Linked DNA regions of Rattus norvegicus: region 1 is linked to region 2. The links are chromatin contacts, called in public Hi-C maps. All regions are on one chromosome and are shown on one strand. The core of a region is the stretch at or near the end of the contact, and the rest is flanking DNA. Distances in the headings are between cores, read along the strand shown.

Evidence for each region. A called contact is a pair of places that touch in the nucleus more often than the background predicts.
Region 1: a Hi-C map of liver shows a contact between it and region 2, with 4 times the contacts expected there. The contact joins the promoter of Phf23 here to the promoter of Polr2a in region 2. A contact is called at or near these places in 1 of 12 Hi-C or Micro-C datasets (liver) and 1 of 1 datasets of contacts at active chromatin or transcription factors (oligodendrocytes).

The regions. Positions count from the first base shown.
Region 1 is chr10:55,215,337-55,220,144 of GRCr8, forward strand. It overlaps Phf23 (PHD finger protein 23), which reads left to right and starts at 2,015. Exons shown (of 5, transcript NM_001399559.1): 1 at 2,015-2,219; 2 at 3,770-3,801; 3 at 3,912-4,004; 4 at 4,446-4,808. The coding sequence starts at 2,186. Gabarap (GABA type A receptor-associated protein) reads left to right here. Exons shown (of 4, transcript NM_172036.4): 4 at 635-1,451. The coding sequence ends at 700.
Region 2 is chr10:54,974,597-54,978,901 of GRCr8, forward strand. Polr2a (RNA polymerase II subunit A) reads right to left here and starts at 2,583. Exons shown (of 29, transcript NM_001427041.1): 1 at 2,084-2,583. The coding sequence starts at 2,176. It overlaps Slc35g3 (solute carrier family 35, member G3), which reads right to left. Exons shown (of 2, transcript NM_001127658.1): 2 at 3,866-4,305. The coding sequence ends at 4,133.

The DNA of each region.
Region 1 (4,808 bases), core at 765-3,264, 240 kb after region 2:
CAAGGTCAGTGTGCTCTACACAGGGAGTTCCAGGGCTACATAATGAGACCCTATCTCAAAAGCAAAACCTCTAAAAGATACCCCCACCCCCACCCCCACCCCACAGAGCAAGCAAACCCTTGAGAGGCTGAGGCAATAGTATCAAGTTGGAGGTCAATGGCTGCATAGTATAGTGAGTTTGAGGTCAGTCTTTTTCTTTTTTGTATTTTCCAGACAGGGTCTCTGTGTAATAGCCTGGTTGTCCTGGAGCTCACTCTGTAGACTAAGCTAGTCTCCAACTCACAGAGTTCCTCCTGCCTCTGCCTCCAAAGCGCTGGGATTGACGGTGTGTGCCACCACTGCCCAGCCAGGGTCACCATTTCCTAAAGGAGCAAGAGAATAAGGACAGTCTGCTTTTCTCTTATTCCTTTTGTACTAAGGAGCATGTCTGGTACCTACAAATGCTTATGGATGATCTGTACCTGTAGATCTATTTTGAGTCAGGTTCTTAAGTTGCCTTGGTGGCCTTGAGATTTCCGTCCTTCCTGCATCTGGAATTACCAGGCCATGCTTAAAATGATTCTTGAGGAATGTATTGGTGATAAATGGTTGGAGTAATGAGTTGCCTTAAACCTCCTTTTTGCTTTTACTTCAGGAACACCATGAAGAAGACTTCTTTCTATACATTGCCTACAGTGATGAAAGCGTCTACGGTCTGTGAAGTTGCTGTCCCGGAGGTGGGGGTTCCATTCTACAAAGAGAGGTGGCGCTCCTTCCTTGGCATCCAGTTCCTCCTTCAGGCTCAAACACCATCTCCTTTCTTCAGGACCTGCACTTAATGTTTGAGGCTGTCTCTCCAGTCCCTCTGAGCAGGAGGGGTAATGGTAGATGCAGCCGCTGTACATCTCTCTTTCCCCTTGTTTACCCTCCATTCCCACTCTGCTTTAGACTTCTGGATTGTCGATCTCTGTCACATCGGATGATTGTTTTGGTTTCTATTCCCTTTCTAACTGCCCACTGGGCTCAGAACCCCAATAAACCCTTCCTTTCACTACCTTCTTTTTGGGGGGTAGATGGAAGGGGTTGACATTGGGTGGGGGAGGTAGGAGGCACATCAATAAAGAGGAAACCACCGAGCTGAATTGAATTTGCCCTGTGTCATTCTACCTCCTGGCTTTTTGTTTCAAGTGTTGTGAACTTCAGTGGTGGGAAAGGAGGATTGAGGTATAGATCAGAGAACTAGGAAGGCATTGATGATGTTGGTCTTTCCTCCTTTTTTGATGAGTGGAATAATGTAAGCATTCTCTCATGAAACTTTAATTGTATTTATGTATTTGTGATGTAAACAAAGAGGTGGAGGTTGGTAGTGTGGGGTGGTATGGAGAAAGTTTGAAAGAACTATTTTTTGGTAAACATGTCCAAATGTTACTTCCCATTAAAGAAGATATGTTCCTGTTTGGGAGGTGGTAAAAGGACTGTCTTTAACTGGTTGTCACTGGCAGAGGTTGTGCCAGTGTATGGGATTCTGTAAAGTATAATTTGAGAGAGGGCAAATACTAGAAGGTGCCATTATCACTAGGAGAACTTCATCTCCCAACATCCATTTCTCCTGGCCGGAAGTGGGGCGGTTCCCTGTTGGTGGTAAAAAGGTACAAAGTGAGGCAGTATGGTGGCCGAGAGTTATAATCCCTTCTTCGTCCACTTTCTTGGTCCCGCCCAGCCTACACTTCCCGGGAGTCAGTGCGCACTCTTCCGCTCTCACCCCCCCTCAGCTTCGTATCTCCCCGCCACTCCCCTGGTGGTGGTGGTGGTGGTGGTGGGGAAGTTGCTTATTGCGCCTGCGCCAATCCGTGGCTTACTGGGAACTGAAGTTCCGGAGGATCTTGCATGCCCCTTTCCGCTGCCCCTGCACAGACTACAAATCCCTTGGTGCACTGCGCGACAGAGCCGGCAGGGAGGGGGAGAAGGGAGGGAGGAGAGAGGAGGAGGAGGGAGCAGGCGGCCGGCGGTGCGGGGGGAGGGGGCCCGGTCCGGGAGTGCGGGAGGCAGTGGTAGAGGGAGGAGGCGGTAGCGGACTGGAGTCTCAACCGCGCCAAGGCGGACACTTCGGTGGAGCGAGGCAGTAGAAACACGGAGCACCCAAGGCAGCACCGGGAATCCCGGCTTAGAGGAGGGGGTCGCCGGACCGAGTGAAGGGGAGGGGGCGATGCTGGAAGCCATGGCGGAGCCCAGTCCCGAAGGTAAGCTCTCCATAGGCACAGAGGACAGGGAGCGGGTGAGGATTCAATGGGCAAAGTTGGAGGTCGAGCCCCGGCACCCAGCAGAGGAGTGCGGGAAAAGGGGTCGGGGCCCTGGCTCTTGAGGTGGAAGGGCGATGAGTTGCGATACCTTGGAGAAAGAGGAGTGGGAGACTGGGTCGGGATAGTTAGACATCAGGCACGGTGTGGATAGTGGTGGTGGGGTGTCTAGGGATAGGCGCTGGAGACCTAGCTTCGGGGACTAAGGGCTGAAAGGCCTCGCTCGGACTGGTTGGCGCTCCGAGACAGAGAGGCTGAGGGAATCTGGTTGCCGGAGAGTAGTTGAGGGAGCACGAAGAGGATTGAGTGAGGGGCCCGGTAGTTGGCCGAGGTGGGGGAGTTTGTGACGGTGTCGCTTGAGCACCTAGTAGTTGCCGCCAGAGATAGCTTGGTGATTGTTGGAGGGGTGGGCAGGTAGTTGTGGAGTGAAGAGAGGGTCTGGGTATTGTCTCCGGTAGAGAGCTCGATACTGAGGGGTAGTTGTGGGGCCAGATAACTGGGAAGCGAGGCTAGCCCGGTACTTGTAGGGGCGGCCGGGCGAGGGGGGGGGGTTAAGACCGGCAACTTGCGCGGGTGGGGGGGTTGGTCGGCTAGGGCAAGAGCTTGCGAGTTGTGGAGTGTATTGGGGGGCAGCGGCGGCGACAGGGGGCCTTCTGTGGAGTGGCTGGATGGTGACCGGGGGCTAGAGTTTAGGGGTCCGTAGCCTAAGGGACTCGCTGAGTACGGGGGCAGGAGGGGGGCGGCCGGAGAAGCTCGGAACTGGGCCCGGGGGCCCGGCGGGGAGCCCGAAGAGCTCGAGACGGGGAGGGAGGGGCTAAAGCCCCGGATGGGGGCGGAGGGACAGCGAAATTGTGGGGAGCGCGGCCGCGGGGTGGGGTGGGGGGGCAGGAGGGGCTGTGTCCGGGCTGCAGCTCTTTGCCTGTCCCGGACGCGAAGTAGTGTCGGGAGTGTGAGCCTGTGTGTGTGTTTTGGGTGGGGGTGAGGGGCGCGCCCGGCCTCGTGTTCGAGTAGAAGCGGCCGGAGGGCGGGGAGCAGTTCAGCGTGGTCATCCTGGACCCTGGGGGCGGGCAGGCGGCGTGTGCGGTCTTGGAGGGCCCAGGGCAGTGGAGCGCGGCCGGCTAGGAACTCTGGGCTCCGGGCGCGTGTGAAGGACGGGGGCGGGCGGTGGCCTGGTCTCGCCCCGGGAGCGGTATGGCGGGGTGGGGCGCCAAGAGAGCCGAGTTGACTGGAGAGGCTGGGAGGGGGCGGGGCGCCGGGCCTCTGGTTGGGGGAAGGGGAGCGCTATAGCGAGGCCCGGGAGGGCGCCGCGCCCAGGCTCCGCCCCTCGGGGCGGAAGGGGGAGCAGGGGCGGGTCCGGCACAGCTGGGGGCTGGCTGGCCTGGCCAGGCGACCTAACAGTGGATGGGATTAGGTCGGGAACTCCAAGGTTTAGAGGTAGGATTTTACACAGACTCTTTTCTAGTGCCTTGACTCAGCTTTTATTGATTTCACAGATCCGCCTCCGACTCTTAAGCCCGAGACTCAGGTGAGCTGTCCCATACCGGTACACTGCCTATTTAGGGGCTGTGGTTTTGGGAGTGCTCCTTTAACAGTCGTGCCTGACTTCCGTGTGATCATATGTGTCTTTCCTTTTAGCCACCGGAGAAGCGGCGGAGAACAATTGAGGATTTCAACAAATTCTGCAGTTTTGTCTTGGCCTATGCTGGTTACATCCCCCCTAGCAAAGGGGTAAGGAACAGGAATGTAGCTGACTTGGGTCAGAGTGAATTACTTTATAGGAAGACCCTACTGTAATATGTGAGACTAAGAAAACTAGAGGCCCTTAGGGCTGTGGTGGGAAAGCTGGTTTGGAGGGATGGAATAACCGCAGTAGTGCTTTGAACTGCAGTAACAAAGATTCGGAGTGTTGGTTAAGATTTTTTAATGGTTTTGAGTGGCTGTTAACTAAGTGTTTCCAGGTAAGTTGGAGGGAGATGAGTGTCCTAGCAAATGAGATACCGAAACACAGTTATCCTGTACAGCTGTGGCCTCGGGGGAAGATACGGTTAGAGCAGCACATGTCAGGTTTGGGGTCGGGAAACTTCTAGTTCCTGGTTTTTGTGCTGGATATGTGGCAGGGCTGAGCTGTCACTAGACTCCGGCTGACCCTAGTCTCTTCCTCCTTTTAAGGAAAGCGATTGGCCAGCTTCTGGCTCTAGCTCTCCATTACGAGGTGAGAGTGCAGCAGACAGTGATGGCTGGGACTCAGCCCCGTCGGACCTTCGAACTATCCAGACTTTTGTTAAGAAAGCAAAATCATCAAAGAGAAGGGCAGCTCAAGCAGGTCCTACCCAGCCAGGACCCCCAAGGTCCACTTTTTCTCGTCTGCAGGCCCCTGATAGTGCTACTCTGCTTGAGAAGATGAAGCTCAAGGACTCTCTGTTTGATCTGGATGGGCCCAAAGTGGCATCTCCACTGTCTCCCACATCGTTGACCTCCCGGCCTCCTGCTGCTCTCACCCCAGTGCCACTGTCCCAGGGGGACCTCTCCCAG
Region 2 (4,305 bases), core at 1,333-3,832:
AAAATTCTTGGTATAGTGTTGGGTCAAGAGATGCATATATTAAAGACTGAATGACCTCCAAAAAACTTAACAATTTATTCTATCAATAATGCATGACGACGCCCATTTTCTCATCTTTGCTATCAGATTAAGAAACATTTTACTTGTTTCTAGGAAACCTTTTTGTAAAGTTGAGGACTGAAGGGAGAACCTTAGTGCCCCTCACTGAGCCATTCCCCAACCCTTAGGAAGCCAACTGATGGATACTTGCCCCACTGCTGTCAACTCACACTCACATCCCTTACTCAGTTTTCTATACCACACAATTCCTTTTCTTTGTTTGTTGTTTTAGACAGAATCTCACTATGTAACCTGGGCTGGCCTGGAACTCAGAGATTCCCTCTCTTCTAGAGTGCTGGAATTAAAGGTGTGCACCACCATACATGGCCCTAATTCCTTTTTGTGTATTCTGTTCTTTGCCTACATTGTATGTCTGCGCACCAAGTGCATATAGTGTCCAGAGGGGTTAGAACATGTCAGATCCCCTAGAACTGGAGTTACAAATGGTTGTGAGCTGTCACTGGGTTTTGGAAATTGAACCTGGGATCTCTACAAGAGAAAAATGTGCTCTTAATTGCTGAGCCCTATAAATCTTTTTTTTTAATTTGTGAAAGGAAAACAAACAAACAAACAAACAAACAAAAAAATAAAATCTAGCCAAGCCAGGTGTGGTGGTACATGCTTATGCTCTCAGAACTCAGAAAGGTAAGGTAGAAGAATCACCATTTCCAGGGCAGCCTGAACTGAACAGGAAGATTGTTTCAAAATACCAAGAGCTTCAAATACATGTAGCCAAGTGGTCAGAGCACTTGCCTAGCATGCATACACACACACACACGAGGCTGACTTTCAGTTCCAGCAAAAACTGAAAAATTCAGCCTGGTCTATGAGCTTCAGGACAGCCAGAACCATAGAGACCCATTTCAAAAACAAAACAAAAACAAACAAAAACCAACAAGCAAAACCCTGAAAAATCAAACCTTGTCCATCACAGTACAAATTGTCTCCCAATTTACGTATTTTAGCTGTTAATAGAGCCTTTGATAGAGAAGTGGCTCTTGTCTGCCTTACTCTTTCAGTACAATGCTTAGCTTATTGTAGGTCACCAGAAAATTTACCTTTATTCATTAATGTTTGTCCTGTTTTCAGTTCCACTCTATTTTCTCCTGTCCAGAAGTCCAAGTCTCCAGAAGCTTTCCCTATTCTCACCCACTTGACATCAGCTCTTTACAGAGCTACTGTACATGCATGTGTATAAAAACTGCCATGCTTATAACTACCCAGTGGTTTCCTACTGAAAATAGAAACCCTGACTCTTTACAATGTCCTGTGCTTTTTCAGGGTACTCTCCTCACCCACTAACCCCTTTCCCAACATTGGCTTTTCAGTCTCAGAATATAAGTTTATTTCTCTCTCAGTTCCATTAACATTTGTTTCCTCCACCTAAAAAAGAAAGCATGTATCCCCGGAATCTATGGCTTCAATGACTGTTATACTCTTCATTACTTGGGTAATGTCACCTCCCCAGGCATGTTTTCTAAACCTGACACCATTCAATTTCAGAGACTTTATACAGCATTACCTCGTTTTGCTTTTATTTTCTCGTTTTGCTTTAATTTAGGAACTTAACTGAATTTATTTTTGCTCATTCTTTTTGTTTTTGTGCTGTCTTCTCTGCTATTTTTACCACATACAGTGTTTTAGAAGGTCGAGTTCTTGTTATATTGTGCAGCTGTGTTCCCGGTGCCCGATTGTCACATAACACGGTGCTCAATATTTGTAAAAGGAGAAGAACTTGAGAATCCATTTACTGTACAAATTTCAACTCTTGTCTCGTTGAACCGTAGCGATGCTCAAGTACGAAATCATCTTCTCTGCCCAGCCAAACACTCATCACAGACATATAACATCACGCTGGTCTAGGTCTTGACATAATTAACTTTGGGAAGCTGAAGGCTGGACCCCGCACAACATCAGCGTCACTGACCCATCCTCCCAGAGGATCAGCCAGAGGCATCGGAGAGAGAAGGGCGGAGCAGCTTACCAACTCATCCGGACTCAGGACGCCGAACTGCACTCTCTTGATGGTGCGCAGCGGGCATGCGCTGTCCCCGGAGGGAGGGCCACCCCCGTGCATGGCGAGGCAGACGCGCTGCGCAGGCGCAAATCTCGCTACAAAAAGCCTGCGCCACCGCCGCCTAAGTGCTCAGAACCCGTCCGGGCGGCCTCCAGGAAAGACCTCCCAGAATAAGAAGAGAAAGGCCGGAGGAGGGAAAGGTGGGGGAGGGGAGGAAGGAGGAAGGCGGAGAAACGAAAAGGGCCGAAAGAAAGCCTTCTTTCCCTTTCCGGAGATTCGTCGACTCCCAAAAAGGAAACAAAAGAAGGGAGGAAAGGAAGAGGTTGTGGGAGGGAGGAAGAAGAAAAGGGGTAACGAATAAATAAGTAACCGGGATCCTGAACGGCAGAGGTTACGGCAGTTTGTCTCTCCCCCTTCCGGGAGCCACCTTCTTCTCCAACCGTCCCGGTCGCGCTCTCGGCGCTTCTGAGGAGAGAACTGGCTGAATGACGCCCTTTATAGATTCGCCCTTGTGTCCCGCCCCTTCCTTTCCCGCCCTCCCTTGCGCTACGGGGCCGCCCGCACCGGCCTACATGGAGCGCGCGCGCCAGAGATGTTGACGCCAGGGCTCCGGCTCCCTGGTTGGGTGTTCTTTCTGACGCGACAGGAGGAGGAGAATGTTTCTGAGCCTGCCGCCCCCCTCGCCGACTTCCCGTACACTCAAGCTGACGGATTACAGAATGGAGGATAAAGTTAAGCCATCTTTACTCAGCTTTGGCGTCCATGCTCATTTTCAGCTAAAGTCTCTCATTAATTTCCCCCCCCAACCCGGAAAATGGTTTGTTCTACGCATCGGTAAAGAAGGCGGGGCCTGTCGGGTTCTCCGGAGCTTGTTCCGGGGGAGGGTTGGAGGGAGGGGCCGCACGGCCCTCGCTCATGAATATTCAGGATCCTCTGAATATGCATAAGCAGACAAGATGGCGCGTCCAATCAATTGGAAGTAGCCGATATTTGTGGAGAGGCCTCCCAGGGTGATGGGGCACCGCCAGTCCTCTAATAGAGAGCTTTACGGAACCTTGGCGCTAGATATCCCGCCCAAGCCTTTCCTGAGCCAGGAGGCCTATTATGAAAGTAGGATGGCTTCAACTCGGAGCAGCAGATCACGCGACCGCGACAATCTGAGAAAAGCAGATTAGCGGTGGGGCAGAATACGAATGTCTTGGGGAATTTGGGGTCAAGGAATGTGAACTTTTAGGAAATCCTACACCTTCCAGACTACTTCAGAAATGAGGTGGTGGCTGAGTGTTTCAAGGGATTCTCCAATAAGAGCGTGTTTCCACCCTTTCCAAAGCAAAGCACTGTACAGCCAACCACAGTGACTCATGCTTGATGTCAATGTTACGTCACCACTTGGACAGGGAGCACCACCACTGAGGACAGGGAGCATCACCACAGAGGAAAGCAAAATACCGCCAAAGGGAAAAGACATTCCCCTCCCCCAGTGCTGGCTGTTTGCCTGACAAACTGCATTCTTCATTCTTCATCTCCAGTGCTCTTCTCTTTCCTGCCTGTGGGATTAATCCCCATAGCCCACTACCAGGCTTCCTTAGTCCTTTGGATCTGAGACATCACTGCTTAATTATAACCTTATTCTCTGTAACCAGCCCAAATTCCATACTCTGGTTCCTGTACTTGCTTCCCGTCTTCCCTCTCCACCTAGCCCCGAGTCACCCTCCTAGGGCATTCCTCTCCACACCATTTTGTTTTTTGTTTTTTTTTTTTTTTTAATATTTTTTATTCTGTGTGTAAGCATGCCACAGCGCATGTATAGAGAGGATAATCTAATCTGTAGAAGTCGGTTCTCTCCATCTACCTACCATGTGAGAGCAAGCTTGGTAGCACTAGCCTTTACCTGCTGAGCCTTCTCACTGGTCCTCCACACCAGTTCTTTGCCAGGCATTTGTTCTTCCATGGTTTTTATTCCTGTCTCTCCTATTTACCCCTGTCCCACCCTCCCCCAGGCTCTCAAGTTTGATTTCACTCCTCCACTTGCCCTTCCTTATCACAACTGAAGTTCTGGGCAGTAATGATGGCAATGCTGCCCAACACAACCCCTGCTCCCATGATGTCAGAAGGTGCCACAGTCTCATAGAGCACGTAATACTGCAGCATCAGGGCTACCACGACCTCAGAGTGCAGGACAGCACATA